Linked DNA regions of Mus musculus: regions 1 and 2 are each linked to region 3. A link is a contact called in public HiChIP or PLAC-seq and promoter capture Hi-C data. All regions are on one chromosome and are shown on one strand. Each heading gives the region's core, a stretch centred on a gene start, on an enhancer-like site or on the middle of the called end of the contact. The rest is flanking DNA. Distances are from core to core; before and after follow the strand shown. Region 1 overlaps Parg (poly (ADP-ribose) glycohydrolase). Region 2 overlaps Parg (poly (ADP-ribose) glycohydrolase). Region 3 holds the start of Chat (choline acetyltransferase).

Region 1 (2,700 bases), core at 8-2,507, 200 kb after region 3:
ATGTATACCTCATATGGAAAGTACGAAGTTGGCAAACATCTTATGAAATAATGCTTAACATTATCAGTCATTAGCAATCACATTAAAACCAGAGTGAGATACCATAATAAATCTCAATGTATGGCTGAAACAGAAATGGCCACAAGAGAAGCCATGTGTTAATTCTTGTTGGAAAGCAGAGGCAGGTGAATTTTTGTGAGTTGCCGGCCAGCCAGAGTTACAAGATGAGACCTTGTCTCAAACCACAACAAAAACCCAAACAAACACAAGCAACCAAGCAAACAATGAAAAGGTTACACCAAGGGCTGATAAGGAAATAGGATAAGCAGAAATCTCGCACTACTGGTGAAACACATGGCACAATAATTTTGAAAAGTCTGGTATTTCTTATAAATTAAACATGAACAGTTTGAGCTGGAAATGTCACATGTAGGTTTTTACCGATAGAAAACAAAGATGTATACCAATAAGAATTGTACAGTAGGGGCAACAGTGATCAAGAGCATTGCCTGTTTTTCCAGAGGACTCAAAGTCAATTCCTAACCCTCACACAGCACCTCAAAACCCCAGTTCTAGGGGATCCGATGCCCTCTCCTGGCCACTGCAAGCTCAGGCATACAAGTGGCATACAGGCATAGATGTAGGCAAAGTACCCAAACACATGAAATAAAAATAACGTAAAGAATTGCTCAGAGGAATGTTCATAGCAGGCTTACTCACAAGAGCTACGCATCAGTCACAGGGAAACCAAAGAAACAGAAGCAATCAGATTCACTGCAAGGACTTGGCTCACACAACTCTGGGGCTAAATAAACAGCTTTAGCAAGCTGGCAGTGCCACTGTCCAGAAGAGGATTTCTTCTGGGAAGCTTCTCTCTTAACTGACTGAACTAGACCCTCACAGAACGAGGCAAATAACGTCCCTTCTTAAGTCTTAACTAAACTACTGTGGACTTTTAATCACATCTACAAATTATCTTTATAGGAACATATGAATTCAGTGTTTGATTACACAGAGGCTGTGGCTGAGCTGACACAAGCCCATAATAAACTTAAAATTAAGCCTGGCATAGTGTCTCATGAAGAAGCTGGGGATCACCACAAATTTGAGGCTACTTAGCCCACAGTGAGACTCTTTCTGAAAACAAATAGACACTCGAAGGTAAACAGTCCAAAAGTAAATGACCAGGACAATACAAACCCAGTGGGGCTTCCACAGAGCAGCAGATGCTACTCAGGATAAAGCCCAGAGCCAGGGAGCTCACACAGAGGGGTGTGGATCCTAGTTAGCACAAAGCACAAAGCCGCTACACACCCCAAACCCTCAGTAGGTGGACTCACTGATCTTTAGGAAATACATGATAAAATATTTAGGAGTAAAGGGGACTAATGTCTTTAATATACTCTTAAATATCGAGGAAAAGAAAATGGAGAGGAAAAGAGGTACGCTGGTAAATTTTTACAGATATGAAGCTGGGTGTGGTGACACACACCTGCAATGCTAACTCAGGAAGTTGAAACATAAGGATCCTGAATTCAAGGACAGCCTGAGTTACAAAGTAAGACCCTAAAATTCAATATGTTTTTCTTGTGATAACTCAGTAAGTTTGGAGTTTCTTCAAAATACATTATATGCATGCAAAAAGGCATATGAATGTAACATTATGAAAATTACTCTATTTTTAGTATATGATTTATAATTTCCCATAATAAAGGTTAAGTACTGCAGTTTCTAATGTATTGTTTAGCATACCACCTGTCAAAATAATTTTAAAGTAATTTATATCTTAGTTCCCATAAATTTACTTTGAATTTTTTTATGCTACAAACCAAGAAAACAAGTCTAATGTCCTTGACATTTCTTGTTCAGACCTGTAAGTATAGCTGGATGCTCTTGTATGTTCACATGCACAGAGCACACACAAAGCAAATGAAACAGAAAGCACCACACTAACTGAAGTTAAAATAGTAAGTTCAGAAGTACTCTACAGGGACACACAATGGACTCTTTAGACGCTCACACTCACAGCCAGGCAGCGGCTCTGAAGGCAGAGGCAAAGACACTGCTGGGAGTTTGCGAGCAGCCTTGATGACACATAAGACAATGTCTCAGAAAAGAAAGCCACATCTTCACAGATAGCACAGTGTGGTAAAAAGCACCAACTGACATTAGGAAACATGGGACCCACAGGTGAATCCTTACTGGTCATGTGACCCTGGCTAACCATCATCTGAAACTCAGGGTTATTAATAGTGCTCACTTTTTTTTTAATCCCATGAATCACTTAGAAAACTAAGTAAGACAAATGAAAACTCCTTCCAAACCATGTCAATGACCTTAACTTTGCAAAGCAGTAGAGCAAACAAATCGTCTACAGGAATGCCCCTGATGATGCTTTCTGTCTAGAAGTAGACAAGTCTCCCCTTTCCTGTTCATAACAGCAAAAGGCTGCCTACTATAACCTTGCAATTATGCAAACATATGTTTTGTCTTTTAAAAGCAAAATAGCTGAAAACTATAAAATAACAATTGTTAAGTTTCCACCTAAAATGAAACAGACTATTAGGCCAAATATCCTTCACTTAAGGAAAAATCCCGTCAAGAGTTCATGGCAGCTCTCTCCCCGCCGCATCTGGGTTCTAGGAAGATGGCGAAGGTCACTGAGCGTTACGATGTGACTTAGGAATAAATGTGAGATAA
Region 2 (2,740 bases), core at 41-2,540, 230 kb after region 3:
TTCGTTCTCATCTCTGTGTGATGTTTCCTCCCACTTGTTTAATGGGCCTTTCTTCCATGATTCTGTAGCTGAACACACACACCTATAAGAGCAGTTACTACAGTTTATAGTAATTTTATTATTTTCCCCCCTTGCCTCAAATGTACAAACACTGACCATATAAGGACTGTGCTGTAAGCATCTCAAACCCTCCGTACCAAGCACAGTATATAATATTCATCATTGGCTGAGGAAGAGTTGACAGACAATGGAAAAGCTAGGGATGCAGCTAACTGATTGAGTCCTTGCTTAGCATGTACAAGGCCACAGATGTGTTCCCCAGCACCAGTATACACAGTAAAACAAGTTAGTGGAGCTTGGGAGTTAGTAGAACCCAGTGAGTAAAGTACACCCATACTCATGAGGCCCTGAGGTGGACACCCAGAAAACATATTTAAAAAACAAAGGGCATCAAAAGCAGTGCAGAAGAGGCAGAAAAACAGGTGAAGTGACAGAGCCCTGGAGCTTGCTAGCCAGCTAGAGAAAACTAGATAGCAAGTCCCAGGCCCCTGTGAGAAATCCTGTCCCAACACAACAGAACCAAACAACAAAGCCTAACAGCTAAGGTGGATTGCTCCTGAGGAATGGCACCTGAATGTGACCTTTGGCCCCATGTATACACATGCACATACAGGTGTACACACACACAGACCCCCAACCAAACAGAAGCCCACATACAGTTGGTGGTCATGAAAGCATAATTTGCCCCAAAAGAGCCCTGCAAAACAGAAAAATACAAGAACATTCAAGAGGAAGTAAAGGCCAAAGGTAAATGAGTCGTTTTATACTAAACAACTGAGTGGCAGACATTAAGATTGAATGTCAAGGGTTTTCTCCCAGATCACAATGAAGAGTAGTTTAGAGAATGAAGTGCTAACTTAGAAACTCAAAAACTAGCTATAGAGCCAGATGTACATATATTCTCTAATACAGGAGACCCCTAAACTCTTCCTTTCCTTATGGAAACGGTCCTATGGCTCTGCTTAATTCCCAGTTATGAAGGTTCTAATAGAATAGTGTTTGAGGGATACTATAGCTCCATGCATAAATTTAAAGTATATTAGGTAATGAGCCAGTAATGCACAACTATTTTGAAACCTCTTTCTCTTAAAAACCAAAACAACACCCCCACATCAGTAAACATCTGAGTCCTACTGACTGAGCCAGCAGGACCACCTGTGTCCACACTCCCGCTTAAGCACTAAGCTACTCTGACTCAGCCCCTCTCCACTCTTCACAGGAATGCTAGCTACATGATGTAACTGTGTCCTGCTGCTCAATCCCTTCGGTTTCTGCCCAAGCACATCCTGATGTGTCCCTGCTCTGCTTGAAAGCTTTCAATGGTTTGCATCACCTTTTCAATACAGTAGAAACTCCATAGTTTAAGATATTTATGTACCTATATAATATTATATATTAATATTAGATAATTCAGCTTTAGATATCTACCTAAATATTAAAGTATTTAGTCTATCTTGACCTTGATGCTTACCTGGTCTTATTTAGCGTATCATAAAAGCTGATATCCACACAGACACATATCCACCCTCCTGCGCATTTTACATACTGCAACTCAACTATTCAGTCTTCCCGGCACCAACTTATAGTTCCATGACTCTAATGTCTTTCTTTAGTTCCTAAACAATTTTCTTGCTATCTTGTTCAAAAAATAATTGTTTCAAAGTCCATCTATTTTTCCTTTCCAGTTCTCTCCTGCAATTTTTCTGTGTATGTTTTCTTTTTAAAATAGCCTTAAATTTTTCTGCTGTGTGCTGTTATTTATGGACACGCTTTCTAACGCTTACTGGAAGTTCCTTTAAGACAAGATTAATGGCTGGTTCCCCATGTCTAGAACAGTGATGTTCATGTGCAACAGTGTTAATAAAAATACTTTAACAGCCATCTATCTCACTCAGCCTATTTTACAAAGCTCGCCCTCCTTTCTACTGCTGTCCAGAGTTTCTACAGCTTAGGCCAATTACTACAGCAGGCTCTTAGAAGGTGGCTGAACTGTTTAGGGGCTCAGTCTTCTATAATTTATCTTAAGCCTACTGGAAATTTCACTAGCATTTTACAAGTCTCTTCAGGAGACAAGTTGCTATTTCAAAAATTAAAAGTAAGTCAAAATTACTAAGATGTTCAATGTTAACTTATTCTTTAGACATGTTTCAGAGCACAGAAAAATTAAACATTAGAAGAAAAAGGAAAATTCTATCACTAAATTTTGTAAGAGTAAAAAATCAGCTAGAGCAGGTGAATGTCTCTACCACTTATCTGTGTACAGCTCAGGATGACAGTTGGAAGAGAGGAATGTGACAGCTTACAAGAAAACAAACTTACTCATCCTCCTTAATCTCTGAAGGCTCATCAAAGCCTGACAGCCAGGCACAGGGTGATCTCTCATGTGTATCACCCATCACAATTATGGCTTCAATAACAACGTTCTCTACATTTTAATACAGTACACTGGTTTTCAGGAAATATCCAGTCTATTATTGTCATATTTAAGAAGGTAAGCTTCACAAATTAGCAGCTAACTAATCTGTAGCTCTGAATATGACTGAGACAAAGCACAGGTGTCTACAGAGCCACCCCAGCTCTGTGCTTCCCCCTTTTCGTTGGTTAATGAGCTGTACATGGTTTCCCAGTACCATGACTCAAGCTTGGGAAATATTGATAAAAATCTTAACTCATTAAAGCA
Region 3 (2,700 bases), core at 50-2,549:
TGCAGCTTGCTAGGACTGGGAAGTTTATTTTTTGGAAGATTCTACTGTCTGTTAACCACTAGAGAGAAAACTGCTGCCTCCCGTGTCATCCTGCCTCCTGATTTTACTCAGACGGCGCGACAATATATGAATAAATAATCGTTACCATGTAGGGTGTGGAATACCTCTTTAAAAACCATCAGTGTAGCTTTTGTAGAAAAGTCAGAGGAACCCAGAGTATTCTTAAACTAGAGTGTCTGGAGAGCCAAGCAGGTGACAGAGTACATGGAGCAAGCTGAGGGAAAGCGAGTCTCTGGAGTATGTGCTATGAACAAAGGCAGTGGGATAATATTTAAAGTCGTTTTGCTGCACTTTCAGCAGTGTGAATTTTGGTAACCTCTTGATGAACAGAGGCCAAGTGGGCCAGAGGTAGGGCAACTGTGACTTGCCCAACATTATCCAGAGCCACAGCTGTCCTCATATTTAGGCTTCTTCCCTCATTTTAAGGGCAGCTGGGCCATCACAGGGCATGTGACTGGGCAGCTCTCTACTTAGGTGAGTCTCCTCCTTTCAGGAGTACCTGTGTACGGGGTTGAGAGGTTGGGCTAGACCACTTGAGTGCTGCCTTCTCTCCCTGACTCTGGTCTCTGTCACATCATCTTGCAGCTGGCATAAGAAGAGAAGCCAACTTTCCAGCTCTTTCTGTATCTTCTACCAGCTCGGACAGAGACCAGGCTCACAATGCCTTCCCACTCGAGGGATAAGCCAGAGAGTCAGGATGGCCCTGGTGTCTGTCTGCTCTTCACAAGACCCTCCACTGTGACATGAACACAGGGCAGAGCATGTCACAGCAACAATGGCAAATACTGATGCTTCTCATCATGCGTGTACCACACCCTAAGCTGTAGGTACTCCATTTTACAGATAAATAAAGGGACAGTGGGGGCAGAAGGAGAAACAACGTCTCCCTTGGCACTGTTATCTAGTAAGTGGTAGCTCTGGAAGCCATCCTATTTGTCTGCCTCTGGAGCCCAGATCACGATGTCTCCTTCCCGGGTGGGAAGCCCAGTGGAAGAAGCTAAATCCGAGGCTAGCTTGGGATCTGAAGGCTCCTGTGATTCCGCAAGACAGGGAAAGTCCAATCTCAACGTCACCACCACCTCCAATCTCAGCTGACTGGCATCCTCTCTCCTTCCAGTCTGTGGACTGGAACTCGGGCCTCACGTGCCATCTAGGGTCAAAACTCTTCTGAGGACACACTGGGCCCAACGCATAGGCTGATCTGTTCAGCCTGTCGCCTGCAAATCAGGACGCTCAGCGTGTGCAGCCCTCCCGGAAGGAAGGTGAGCCTTCCTAAGCCTCTACTGACAGCAAAGCTGCAGAGGCCCTGCTGCGTGAGACCCAGAAGCTTCCACGCCACTTGTGAGCCCCACTCAAGACTTGGAGGCGGCCGGGGTGGGGGTGGGGTGAGGAAATGCAGAAAAGTGGGCGGAGGCTCTCAAGAGCAGAGGGAGGGTAAGGTCTGGAGAGAAGAGGGCCAGGGAGGAGTTAGAAAGAGGAGTGGGAGAGTAGAAAGGAAGGGAAAATAGGCGGAGCTGGGGGGGGGGGGGGGAGAGACCCGCGCCCGGAAAGCCGAAAAGGAGAGGCCAGGTAGGGGGAGGTCAAAAAGTGTTAGTTTTGACTTCCAGGACCCTGGGTGCAAAGAACGACTCCTCCTCTCAATACTCAAACCCTTAAAGACTGGAATTAGCTGCTAAGACTTTCTGCCTAAGGGCAGGTGGGTCGGAACCAGACCCTGAAGGCTCTGTACCTTCCCCCTCCCTTCCCGGAGGAGGGGATGAGACGGGCTGGGGGCGGGATTGAGGAAGGGGGTTGCTTGCGCTGTGCCTCTGGGTCCCGGCTGCGTGTTCCAGCTGCGAGAACAGATGGAGGCAGCGCGGCTCACCTCGGGGGCTCCGTGCCCGCTGTGCGCCGAAGTCCAGGCTGAGGAGGAGGTCTAGAGCCCCCGGCTCTCCCGTCTCCCACCAGGCTGCGGGGAACCGGCTGCCGCACCCCTCCTCCCAATTGGGGGAACCTCACCCCTATAGGTCCCAGAACTGGGGGAAACATAGGGCCGGTTCCTTCCACTGCTCACCCATCCCCAGGGGCTTGTCTAGGACTACAGCTCGCCAAGATCCCCTTCCCCTTGCTCCCAACCTGGAAACATCTCGGAAGCGGACCCCTGCCCGGACGCGCCCCGCCCCCGGCCCCCGGCCCCCGCCCCGACGACGTCCTATTAGCATGAGCGACGCCAGTGGCCCGGGCACCACTCGGGGGCCGAGACTCACCGCGTCATAGCCCCAAGTGGAGGGAGAAAAAAAAAAAAAAAGAGAGGCGGCGGTGGAGGAAGAGGCAAGAGCGGACGCGCGGGGAGGGCTGGAGAGACGGCGGGCGGCGGCAGCATGCCCCTGGGCGGGTGCACACGGCCTCTCTGCGCGGCAGGGGCTGCTCCTGCTCTCTCTGGGCACCGCGCGTCCAGTCTCCCGCCTCAGCCCCTCGGCTTGCCGGCCTCCGCGGTTGCATCCGAAACAGCGGCAACTGGTCCCTGGAGCATCTAAGAGCAGCGGCGCCGCGCGGGACAATCCTTGATTTTTTTTTTTTTTTCTCCTGAGCTCGGGGATATGAACCCCACAGCCACCTGAAGCACAGGGGGCGCTACGCGGCTAGGACCGCGCCCCCGAA

What was found. Promoter capture Hi-C pulls out the DNA fragments that hold promoters and counts their contacts. HiChIP or PLAC-seq counts read pairs in DNA pulled down with a chosen protein or histone mark.
Region 1: a contact with region 3 is called in an H3K4me3 HiChIP or PLAC-seq map of embryonic stem cells, with 57 read pairs. The contact joins the enhancer-like site here to the promoter of Chat in region 3. A contact is called at or near these places in 23 of 39 promoter capture datasets (the 3T3-L1 cell line, 3T3-L1-derived adipocytes, the C10 cell line and 15 more), 3 of 15 datasets of contacts at CTCF or cohesin (large pre-B cells, pro-B cells and stem cell-derived epiblast-like cells), 9 of 484 Hi-C or Micro-C datasets (the N1E-115 cell line, bone marrow-derived dendritic cells, bone marrow-derived macrophages and 5 more), 19 of 115 datasets of contacts at active chromatin or transcription factors (T-cell acute lymphoblastic leukemia, astrocytes, a beta-TC-6 cell line and 10 more) and 5 of 9 other capture datasets (adipose tissue, embryonic stem cells, liver and 2 more).
Region 2: a contact with region 3 is called in a promoter capture Hi-C map of epiblast stem cells, with 10 times the contacts expected there. The contact joins the enhancer-like site here to the promoter of Chat in region 3. A contact is called at or near these places in 28 of 39 promoter capture datasets (the 3T3-L1 cell line, the C10 cell line, the HPC-7 cell line and 15 more), 5 of 15 datasets of contacts at CTCF or cohesin (embryonic stem cells, large pre-B cells, pro-B cells and 1 more), 161 of 484 Hi-C or Micro-C datasets (the 3T3-L1 cell line, 3T3-L1-derived adipocytes, the 63-12 cell line and 88 more), 22 of 115 datasets of contacts at active chromatin or transcription factors (VIP interneurons, astrocytes, a beta-TC-6 cell line and 15 more) and 4 of 9 other capture datasets (adipose tissue, embryonic stem cells, liver and 1 more).

What each region holds. Positions count from the first base shown.
Region 1 is chr14:32,267,683-32,270,382 of GRCm38.p6, reverse strand. All of the region lies in intron 13 of Parg (poly (ADP-ribose) glycohydrolase), which reads right to left. It also overlaps the pseudogene Gm7707. Among named protein-coding and RNA genes, the nearest start is that of Ogdhl, 53 kb to the left of the region's middle. Within about 2 kb of position 1,257, at least 6 of the 459 cell types and tissues checked have an H3K27ac peak or open chromatin away from gene starts, as enhancers often do. A contact at or near this core is called in embryonic stem cells and neurons, where this site is marked.
Region 2 is chr14:32,232,496-32,235,235 of GRCm38.p6, reverse strand. All of the region lies in intron 7 of Parg (poly (ADP-ribose) glycohydrolase), which reads right to left. Among named protein-coding and RNA genes, the nearest start is that of Parg, 32 kb to the right of the region's middle. Within about 2 kb of position 1,290, at least 6 of the 459 cell types and tissues checked have an H3K27ac peak or open chromatin away from gene starts, as enhancers often do. A contact at or near this core is called in epiblast stem cells, where this site is marked.
Region 3 is chr14:32,464,508-32,467,207 of GRCm38.p6, reverse strand. It overlaps Chat (choline acetyltransferase), which reads left to right and starts at 1,299. Exons shown (of 16, transcript NM_009891.2): 1 at 1,299-1,401. It overlaps Slc18a3 (solute carrier family 18 (vesicular monoamine), member 3), which reads left to right and starts at 2,358. Exons shown (of 1, transcript NM_021712.3): 1 at 2,358-2,700.